Regions from separate parts of the Sus scrofa genome. Here region 1 is linked to region 2. The links are chromatin contacts, called in public Hi-C maps. All regions are on one chromosome and are shown on one strand. The core of a region is the stretch at or near the end of the contact, and the rest is flanking DNA. Distances in the headings are between cores, read along the strand shown. Region 1 overlaps HSF2BP (heat shock factor 2-binding protein). Region 2 has its middle 20 kb from the start of SIK1.

Region 1 (4,609 bases), core at 189-2,688, 76 kb before region 2:
GTCTCTGCTGAGCAGTCGAGTCTCCTTGACTTGCTTTCCTCCCATTGGTGTGTCTTGGCCGAGATCTCTTGAGGTCTCTCCCGGTTGCTCTGGGCTCAGCTTCCTCTGTCTGTAGGTTTGTGTCTTTTGCCAACTTGGGTAAAATCTCAGCTGTTACTTCTTAGAGTGTTTTCCAGCCCTGCCGCCTGTCCCACTCTTTCCCGAACTGCAATGACATGGACATTAGATGCTTTTTATGGCCTCACGGACAGAGGCCCTGCTCCTCGTCTTTCTGCTCTGCTTCCTCCGTCGCTCGACTGAGCCTTTCTGTCGCCCTTCCTTCTAGCTCACCGAGTCTCTCCTCTTCCTTCTGCTTTATCTCCTGCCGGGTTTTGAACGGCAGGCACTGTCTTGTTCAGCTCTGACGTCTCCATTTTGTGAAGAAATGTAAGGTGGCACTTCAAAGCCCTCGTCACCCACACCCGCTCTCTCGAAGTCACTGGTGGACATGCCTCCGCCGCCTCCAAGCCCCAGACTGAGCCTCCTACCAGAATGTTCCCGGTCTCAAGTAATGAGGCGCCCATGATGGTTGCAAGATGAGTTGTGTTGCTGTCACCCAGAACGTGCTTAGCTGTGCCCCCCAGAGACACGGTCTGTGTTCTTCTGCTTGTGCAGTGTGGGCGTCTAAGCTGTTTTCCTTTCCCTCGGTCCACGTTCCCTTTAGACGCTGTCACTGAGCTGACAGCGTCACTACATCAGGTCTGGCTGCTCGCCGCTCAAAAATCAATACTTGAGACAGAGACCTGACAGGGAGAAGGGCTGTTTTTAATCCGATTGCCAGCAGTGTGGGGAGAGGGTGGACCCGGAGCCCTCAAAACCGTCTCTGAAGACTGCTCGGCCATGAACGTTTTCAAAGGGAAAAAGGAAGTCGTCTCAGTTAGTCACAGAGACGGGGTCAGAGGCGTCCCCGCCCCCCACCGCGTGCAGGCTTGTGGACTTGGTGTGATCTTTAGAGGGGGTCCTGGTCGCATAGTTTGTCCGTGAGATGACTGCAGGAGCTGGGAGGAGAGAGCTGCTAAGTGTTCTTCATTTTACTCTGGTCATCCTCGGAAGGAACACGTAGGCCAGGCCAGTATCGCGTGACCCAAAGATTGGCGAGGTGCTCGGGGCACAGCCGAGCAGAGCCTGAGGGGCCCTGGTTGGGGGTTAGTGGGGGTTGGTGCCCTGGTTGGGGACGGGGCCTCCCGCAGAGCGCTCGGGCTCTCCAGGAGCTTTCCTTACGGCCATGTCATCGTGAAGGCATGTCTGTGGCGGCACCCTTGGCAGCCTTTGTCTCATTTGTCGCTTCCAGTGGCTGGTTTTCTTTTACGCTTCTTTGATGGCCGCACAGCTATCTTTTCAGCGGCCTAGTTATTTTGTTTGCTCTGAAATGCATTACATCAGCCTTGGCCACATGCAACAGTCTTTTCATTTGTTCAGCAAATATTTATTGTATCAGGGACACAGTGATGAGCAAGGCTGACAAGGCCCTTGACTCCCGGAGCTTTCCGTCCAGCGAGGAGGAGAGAAGGTCATGTAGCAGAATAAACGCTGTTCAGAGACTTAAAATTGGGCGGTGGGTGCGAGGCTGAGCAGGTAGTATCTTTACATTGGGCGGTGGGGGAAGCTTCTCTGAGGAGATAATATCTAAGCTGAAATTTGATTCATTTTTGGGATCTCCACCTCTCTGTTTATATTTCTTTTCTGTTGCATTTTTTTCCATTAGAGCCTATTGTGGGCTGAATTGTTGAAAATTCATAGGTTGAAGCCCTAATCACCACCCCTCCTCCTGCTATCTCAGAATGTGGCGGTATTTGGAAATAGGGCTTTAAAGAGGCAATCAAGTTAAAATGAGGCCTTCCGCTTGGATCCTAGTGCAGTTTGACAGGAGTCCTTCTGTGGAGAAGAGACTGGGACCGAGAGGTTCAGGAGGCGTGGGGGCCGTGAGAAGGACACCTGCCTGACAAGGAGGGAGGCGGCAGGGGCCTCTTCCTGCTGGTGCTGTGATCGCGAACTTTCCGTCTCCTGACAGTGAGAGAATGTCTACTGTTACTACTTGGTGGTGTTTTGTTACGGAGGCGCAAACTGACTAAGATAGAGCCCTTAGGGTATTACTCATAGTTACTTCACATATCCCGTCTGCTAATTCCCAACTCTCTGTCCTAGAGAGTCTGGCTCTGATGCTTCGGTTGTCTTTTCAAACTGTGTACTGTCTTTTCTTTTAGCATGCCTTGTCATTTTTGGTTGAAAGCTGGATGCTGTTTGTTGGGTAATAGGAACTGAGATGAATAAGGCTTCAGCTGAGGTTTTACATTAATCTGCTAGGGCTTAGGCGCTGTTTCATGGAGGCTCCACGTTAGTTTCCTTCTCTCTGCTGGCTCACTTCCTCTTCATAGGAGCATCTATTATTTGATATTGGGCCTCTTTCTTTTCTTCTATTTTCCATCTCTTTGGTTTATTTTTAAATTTTTTATTAAATGTTATATGGTGAAGATAAACAAGCTTGAATAAATGGAAATATAAATTCTTGTTTGCCTGAGAAGAATCTATATTGTAAAGCTGATATTTTGCCTCAACATGCCAAATAAAAATACCAACAGGGTAAGTCCTCGCCACAGCACTCGGAGAAGAAAAAGAAATAAAAGTTACCCGATTAGGAAGTTCCCGTCATGGCTCAGCGGAAACGAATCTGACTAGGAACCATGAGGTTGCGAGTTCGATCCCTGGCCTTGCTCAGTGGGTTAAGGATCCGGCGTTGCCGTGAGCTGTGGTGTAAATTACAGACGAGGCTCAGATCCCGAGTTGCTGTGGCTCTGGTGTAGGCCACCAGCTATAGATCTGATTCAACCCCTAGCCTGGGAACCTCCATATACCGCGGGAAGCAGCCCTAGAAAAGGCAAAAAGACAAAAAAAAAAAAAAAAAAAAAAAAAGGATCCTGCATTGCCATGGCTGTGGTGTAGGCCGGCAGCCGCAGCTCTGATTGGCCCCCTAGCCTAGGAACCTCCATATGCCACGGGCACGGCCCTAAAAAGACAAAAAGACACACACACACACAAAAGGTACCCAATCAGGAAAGGAAGAAGTTAAAGCTGTCGCTGTTTGCAGATGGCATGATATGAAGGATAGAAGACAGGATAGAAAATCCTAAAGACACCACCAGAACACTGCTGAAGCTCATCAGTGAGGTTGGTAAAGTTGCAGAACACAAAACTAATGTACAGAAATTGTTGTATTTCTGTACAGGGAACTATCAGAAAGTGAAATTGAGGAAGAATCCCATTTACAGTCCTATCAAAAAAGAATAAAATACCTAGGACTAAATCTAACTAGGAGATTAAAAGACCTGCTCACTGAAAACTGTAAGACATTGATGAAAGACACTGAAGACGCCCCTGATGGGAATGATATACCGTGTTCGTGGATTGGAAGAGTTAATATTGTTAAAATGACCGTGCTACCCACGGCAGTCTACACATGCAGTGCAACCCCCATCACAACGGTGATGTCATTTACAGAATTAGAACAAATACATTTTGAATGGAAACACAAAAGACCCTGAATAGCCAACACCATCCTGAGAAAGAACGGAGCTGGAAGAATCATATTCCCTGACTTCAGACTATACTACAGAGCTACAATAACCAAAACAGTATGGCACTGCCACAAGACAGGCACATTAATGGAACAGAATAGAGAGCCCAGAAATAAACCCACACACTTATGGTCAGCTTTTCTGTGACAAAGGAGGAATGAGTGTACACTAGGGACAAGAGAGCCCCTTCAGTAAGTGATGCTGGGAAAACTGGATGGACTGTAAAAGAGTGAAATTAGAATATTTTCTTACACCATATACAAAAATGAACTTAAACTGGATGAAACACCCAAATTTAAGACTGGAAACCATAAAACTCCTAGAAGAAGATGAGGCAGAACTCTCTTTGACGTAAATAGTAGCAATATGTGTGTTGTGTGTGTGTGTGTATCCTGTCTCCTGTGGCAAAGGAACAAAAGCAAAAAAATCTGAATGGTACCTAATTAAACTTAAAAGATTTTTCTCAGGAAAGGAAGCATCAGCAAAAAGAAAAAAACAGTCTGTTGAATGGGAGAAAATATTTGCAAGTGATATTACCTATAAGGGATTAATATCCAAAACATACAAACAGCTCGTACAACTCAATATCAAAAACAAACAACCCAATTAAAAAAAGATGGGCACAAGACCTGAATAGACCTTTTTCCAAAGAAGACATTCAGATGGGCAGTAGGCACATGAAAAGATGCTCAGCATTGCTAATCATCAGTTAAAAGCAAACCCACAGTGAGCTGTCACCTCACATCTGTCCCAATGGCTATTACCAAAAAGACCACAAGTAACAGATGGTGGCAAAGATGTGGAGAAACGGGAACTCTTATGCGCTTGGTGGGAAAGGAAAGTGACGCAGCCACAGCGGAGCGCCTCAGAAACAGAATAGAACCACCACCTGTGACCCAGCGGTTTCACTCCTGGGTATGTGTCTAAGGAAAACAAAACCACTAATTCAAACACGTATGTGCACCTCAGTGTTCCTAACATCAGTATTTACAATGGCC
Region 2 (4,556 bases), core at 492-2,991:
AGGGTTCGATCCCTGGCCTCGCTCTGTGGGTGAAGGATCTGGTGTTGCCATGAGCTGTGGTGTAGGTCACAGAGGCGGCTCGAATCTGGCATTGCTGTGGCTCTGGTGTAGGCCGGTGGCTACAGCTCCAATTAGAGCCCTAGCCTGGGAACCTCCATATGCCTCAGGTATATCCCTGAGAAACAACAACAACAAAAAGCAACCAATCGATAACCTCAGGGGATGCGCACTCAGTGACTGGACACCTGTCGTCCCCAGGTGGGCTCCGCCAGGCCCCACACCCCCATTCCTTGTCCGCAGCCCCGGCTCTGCCCAGTTGGTTGAAAAATGGAAACAGGAGAGAGGTGGTGGCCTGGAGAAGCCACACGCAGACCAGGACACGCACAGAAGAATATTCCAGACCCTCGGGTCATTGCCGGTGATGCCACGTGGGATCGTGTAGTTGTCCCCAGGGGAATAGTATACAGCAGACCCAGAGTGACCCGTGGTTACTTGCAACCGCATGGGTCATCTTAGAAACACAACCCAGCCGCACCTTGTGCTGCTTTTCGGGCTTCAACAGCGACAACAGCACATCAGACGTTTGTGGCAACCCTGAGTCGAGCGGGTCTACTGGCACCATTTTCCAACCACATCTGCTCACCTCACATCTTTGGGTCACTTTTTTTTTTTGTCTTTTTGCCTTTTTTAGGGCCGCACTCGCAGCATATGGAGGTTCCCAGGCTAGGGGGTCGAATCGGAGCCGTAGCCGCCGGCCTATACCACCCACAGCAACTCGGGATCTGAGCCGAATCTGCAACCCACACCACAGCTCACGGCAACACCGGATCCTTAACCCACTGAGCAAGGCCAGGGATCGAACCTGCAACCTCATGGTTCCTAGTCAGATTCGTTAACCACTGCGCCATGATGGGAACTCCTGGGTCACATTTTGTTAATTCTCACAGTAGTTCAAACACTTTCATTAGTGTGATATTCATTAGGTGGGTCCATGGTCTTTGGCGTGACTATTGCAGAAAGATTACAACTTGCTGAAGGCTCGGATGGTGGTTAGCATTTTTCAGCAATGAGGTCTTTTTTTTCTTTTCACAGTCGTACCCCATGGCAAGAGGAAGTTCCCAGACCAGGGACTGAACCTGCGTCTCAGCAGGCATCCGAGCCACTGCAGAGAATACGCCAGATCCTTAACCTGCTGTACCACAGCGGGAACTCCAATAAGGTATTTTTAAAATTAAGGTCTGTACTGGGATTTCCCGTCACGGCTCGGTGGTTAATGAAGCTGACTAGTACCCGTGAGGTTGCACGTTCGATCCCCGGCCCCACTCACGAGGATGGGGGCGGGCATGCTCTCTCGTAACAGACAGCAGTGGTCCCTGGCTGCAGGACCCCCGAGCTGGCTGCCACCTGGGTCTGAGTCAAGATCGAAATGCAAAACCAGCTGACCCATGTGACCAGGCTTTGCCCAGAGCCCCCCACGCCGCAGGGGCTGGCGTCTCCCGGAGGAAGAGGGGGTGCCCAGCAGCAGGGCCAGAGCCTGGCGTGGGACACGCACTCGGGATCACCTGCTCCCCTGCCCTCCCGGGTCCCAGGTCTGATCCTGGGGCCTCTGACCAGAAAGGGAGCTGCCGCCCTTTGAGGTCAGATCTGCTGACCAGAAGCCCAACCCGCCACATGTCCCCGTGTCCTGCCAGGACGTCCTGGGAGGCCTGCAGGGCAGAGTGTGGTCTGTGTCGGCCCGTTTCCAGCTCCACTTCCTCTGGTGTCTGTTTGCTCAGACACTGACCGGCCCCTGGCTCGGGGGCTGACCTCTCCTCTGCTGGGGTCAGGAGTTCGCTGCCGGCATTGCTGTAACCCACGTGACTCTGGCTAAGAACCTTGACCCCCGCGGCCTGAGCCTCCGCTCCACGCAGGACTGTCTTTGCTCCTGAGGATGCTGGAAAACCCCGAGAACACCCCCCCCCGCCCCAGGTCTGCTTCTCTATCCATCCTGTCCCGCCCCGAGGAGCTCTGAGCCGAGGGGTTACACTGTCTGTCCCAGGCGCAGCCTCCTCGGGTGAGGGGAGGCCAGGTCCCTTGTCACGTCCATGGGTCAGCCTCCCCTGTTCGGGCACATCCTGGGTTTGGTCCCTGGGGCGTTGAGCAATGTGGGGCGGGGGGAGCCACCAAGCCGGGGTGGCGCTGGCTCCTCTGCAGCCCCGGGCATTCCTGCAGCCCCGTTTGGCCCTGGCCGGGGAGAGGTCAGGGAGGCGGGGAGCTGGGACCACTACACGGACTCTGCAGACGCAGGGGCTGGATTCCACACCAGCCGAGAACCGAGTCAGCCTCAGGGGACAGTGCTTGGGGTTATGAGGCTGAGTCAGCGGCCGGGGGCGGAGGGGGCGGGAGGATGACAGGCGAGGATGCTCACGCCTGGCAGGCCCGCCGGGTCCAGGGGCCGCCCGTCCCGAAGGGATTACGGGATCACAGGCAAAGGAGGCGTGGGCGGTATGGCTCCGGCAGCCGTTCCACCGGAATGTGCTGGAATAGAAGCAGAGGCGGGATGCAAAGCCTGCAGGGAGTTTGAAATGGGGAGACCCAGCCCCAAACCGGGTCCTGACCTCAAGCACAAAATGCGGGCAGCAAAAAGATGCTGCCGAGTCTTGCTGGTCCAAGGGCAGGGCCGGGGCTCCCCTCCCCTCTGCACTATCTAGGGGTGCTCAAAGGGGTGGCCCCAGGGGGGTGGGCAGCCCTGCAGGGCCGGCTCCTCTCTGAGGATACCCCCAAGCAGCCCCCTCGAGAGCCCTGGCTTTGCATCAGCGGCTGCTCCATGGCTGAAGCTCCCCACAACGAGATGGGCTGTGGGCAGTGGAACCAGAGCCACGAGGAGCCAGCAAGGGCACCGGATCCCCACCTGCAGGGAACTACGGGGCTGGGGGCTGAGCAGGTCTGTCCGTGGACGGGAAGGCTCTCCCTGGGACTTGGAAGTTGCCAGGCCTGTGCAGGGAGTTGTGTGTTTTGTGTGGTTTTTTTTTGGCCACACCTGGGGCATGAGAAAGTTCCTGGGCCAGGGATCAAACCTGTGCCACAGCAGAGACAATGCAGGATCTTTAATCCGCTGCGGCACCAGGGAACTCCTGGGAGTGTTTTTACGTGAAGGTTCATTAGTCTCTGGTGTGGTGACACCAGCAGTTCAGGAGCTGCCTGCCCTCCTCATGGACCCCCCAGAGGAGGGGCACTGCCCACCGCACAGGGGGAAGCACCGGGCAGTCGGGGGTCTTAGAGGGGGGGATACGTGGGCAGGAGTTTGTGGTGGTTCCGGCCGGAGGGAAGGGACCGACCGGGTGGGGCAGCAGGCTGGGTGGGCAGCAGGTTGGGTGGGCAGCTGGCAGAGTTCCGGCAGCTGGCGCCTGGCTGGAAACTCTCCTTGCTTTTCTTTTCTTAATACCTGTTGTCCTGCCCTCCTTCTGCCTGTGGGAACCTCCCACCTGTGCCACCCCTGGAGCCCTTGTTTACTAGATGGGACGCTGCCCACAGACCCCCAAATCCTTGGTAAAAGCCAATCAGATGCTCAAATTCTCTTGGTAGAATTTTGTTTGTGAATCAGAGTCAGGAGGCTGGTTCTCTGCTTGTCCTGCTCGGGGGCCAGACAGAGTCACACTTCTGAGCTGCCACTGACCCCAGGCCTTCACATCTGGGGAGGTCTCCACCCCTGTCCCTCGTGCCCACATGACACTTAGGGACCGTCTGGCTCGGCCCTGTCCCCAGGGCTCTGGGTGCACCTTTGATGAGGAAGCTTTTGATGGGGTGCGTCCGGCCTCACAGCAACCTGCCCGGGACACAAGGGACAGTTTGAACCTGCCTCGGGGCCTCCGGTCCCACTGGGCAGCCCCAGAAGCAGGGATCCAGCCGGCCTGCTGTCTGTCGGCCTTTCTGTCTTTGGTCTGGCTGCCAGGCCCCGCTCCGGCTCCTGCTTGCAGGCCTGGGGAGGGGGCCCTTCTGAGAGCTCAGGAACAGAGAGGCCAAGGGCCAAGCTGAGCAGAGCCCTTGACCGTCAGCCCGGGCCTGGACCCCCCAGGTGCTGCTCTCCTGCGCAGCTGTGGGGATGCAGGTGGAGGAAACCCCAGGGGGCTGACAGATGCCACCAGAGTTCCCTGAGTTCACGCTGCATCCCCACCACAATGGGGCCCAAGAACTGGCGCCAACTGGGGGTTCCGTTTTCAGGGGCGGGTCTGGGTAGTGGGGCGTGAGGACCCCTGTGCTGCCTGGTCCACGGCTGCGGGTGTACTTGTCTTTCATCTGGACATGGAGACAGGCTGGCAGAACAGGCTCGGCTCCAGCTGCCAGCGGCCTGGTGGCACCCCGTTGGCACACGTGTGCCGGGGGATGTGGCTGTGCAGCCATCACCGCAGGCCTTGCAGAGAGACGGAGCACTTTCCCTGCAGTGTTTCCAGGGCCTGGGTGCAGGCTCCATGCCCCTCTTGGGGTTCCAGCCCCATCCGCTGCCCCACAGGCAAGAACGATGACTGACCAGCTGTAGGGACGTGGCCAGCGCATGGGGTGTGGGACACAGACCCACA

The links. A called contact is a pair of places that touch in the nucleus more often than the background predicts.
Region 1: a Hi-C map of liver shows a contact between it and region 2, with 3 times the contacts expected there. The contact joins two enhancer-like sites. A contact is called at or near these places in 7 of 47 Hi-C or Micro-C datasets (embryonic fibroblasts, epiblast stem cells, fetal liver and 2 more).

The regions. Positions count from the first base shown.
Region 1 is chr13:206,559,365-206,563,973 of Sscrofa11.1, reverse strand. The region is part of intron 8 of HSF2BP (heat shock factor 2-binding protein); the gene reads left to right. Among named protein-coding and RNA genes, the nearest start is that of HSF2BP, 67 kb to the left of the region's middle. Within about 2 kb of position 1,438, at least 25 of the 83 cell types and tissues checked have an H3K27ac peak or open chromatin away from gene starts, as enhancers often do. A contact at or near this core is called in fetal liver and liver, where this site is marked.
Region 2 is chr13:206,483,231-206,487,786 of Sscrofa11.1, reverse strand. No RefSeq gene overlaps it. Among named protein-coding and RNA genes, the nearest start is that of SIK1, 20 kb to the right of the region's middle. Within about 2 kb of position 1,741, at least 13 of the 83 cell types and tissues checked have an H3K27ac peak or open chromatin away from gene starts, as enhancers often do. A contact at or near this core is called in fetal liver and liver, where this site is marked.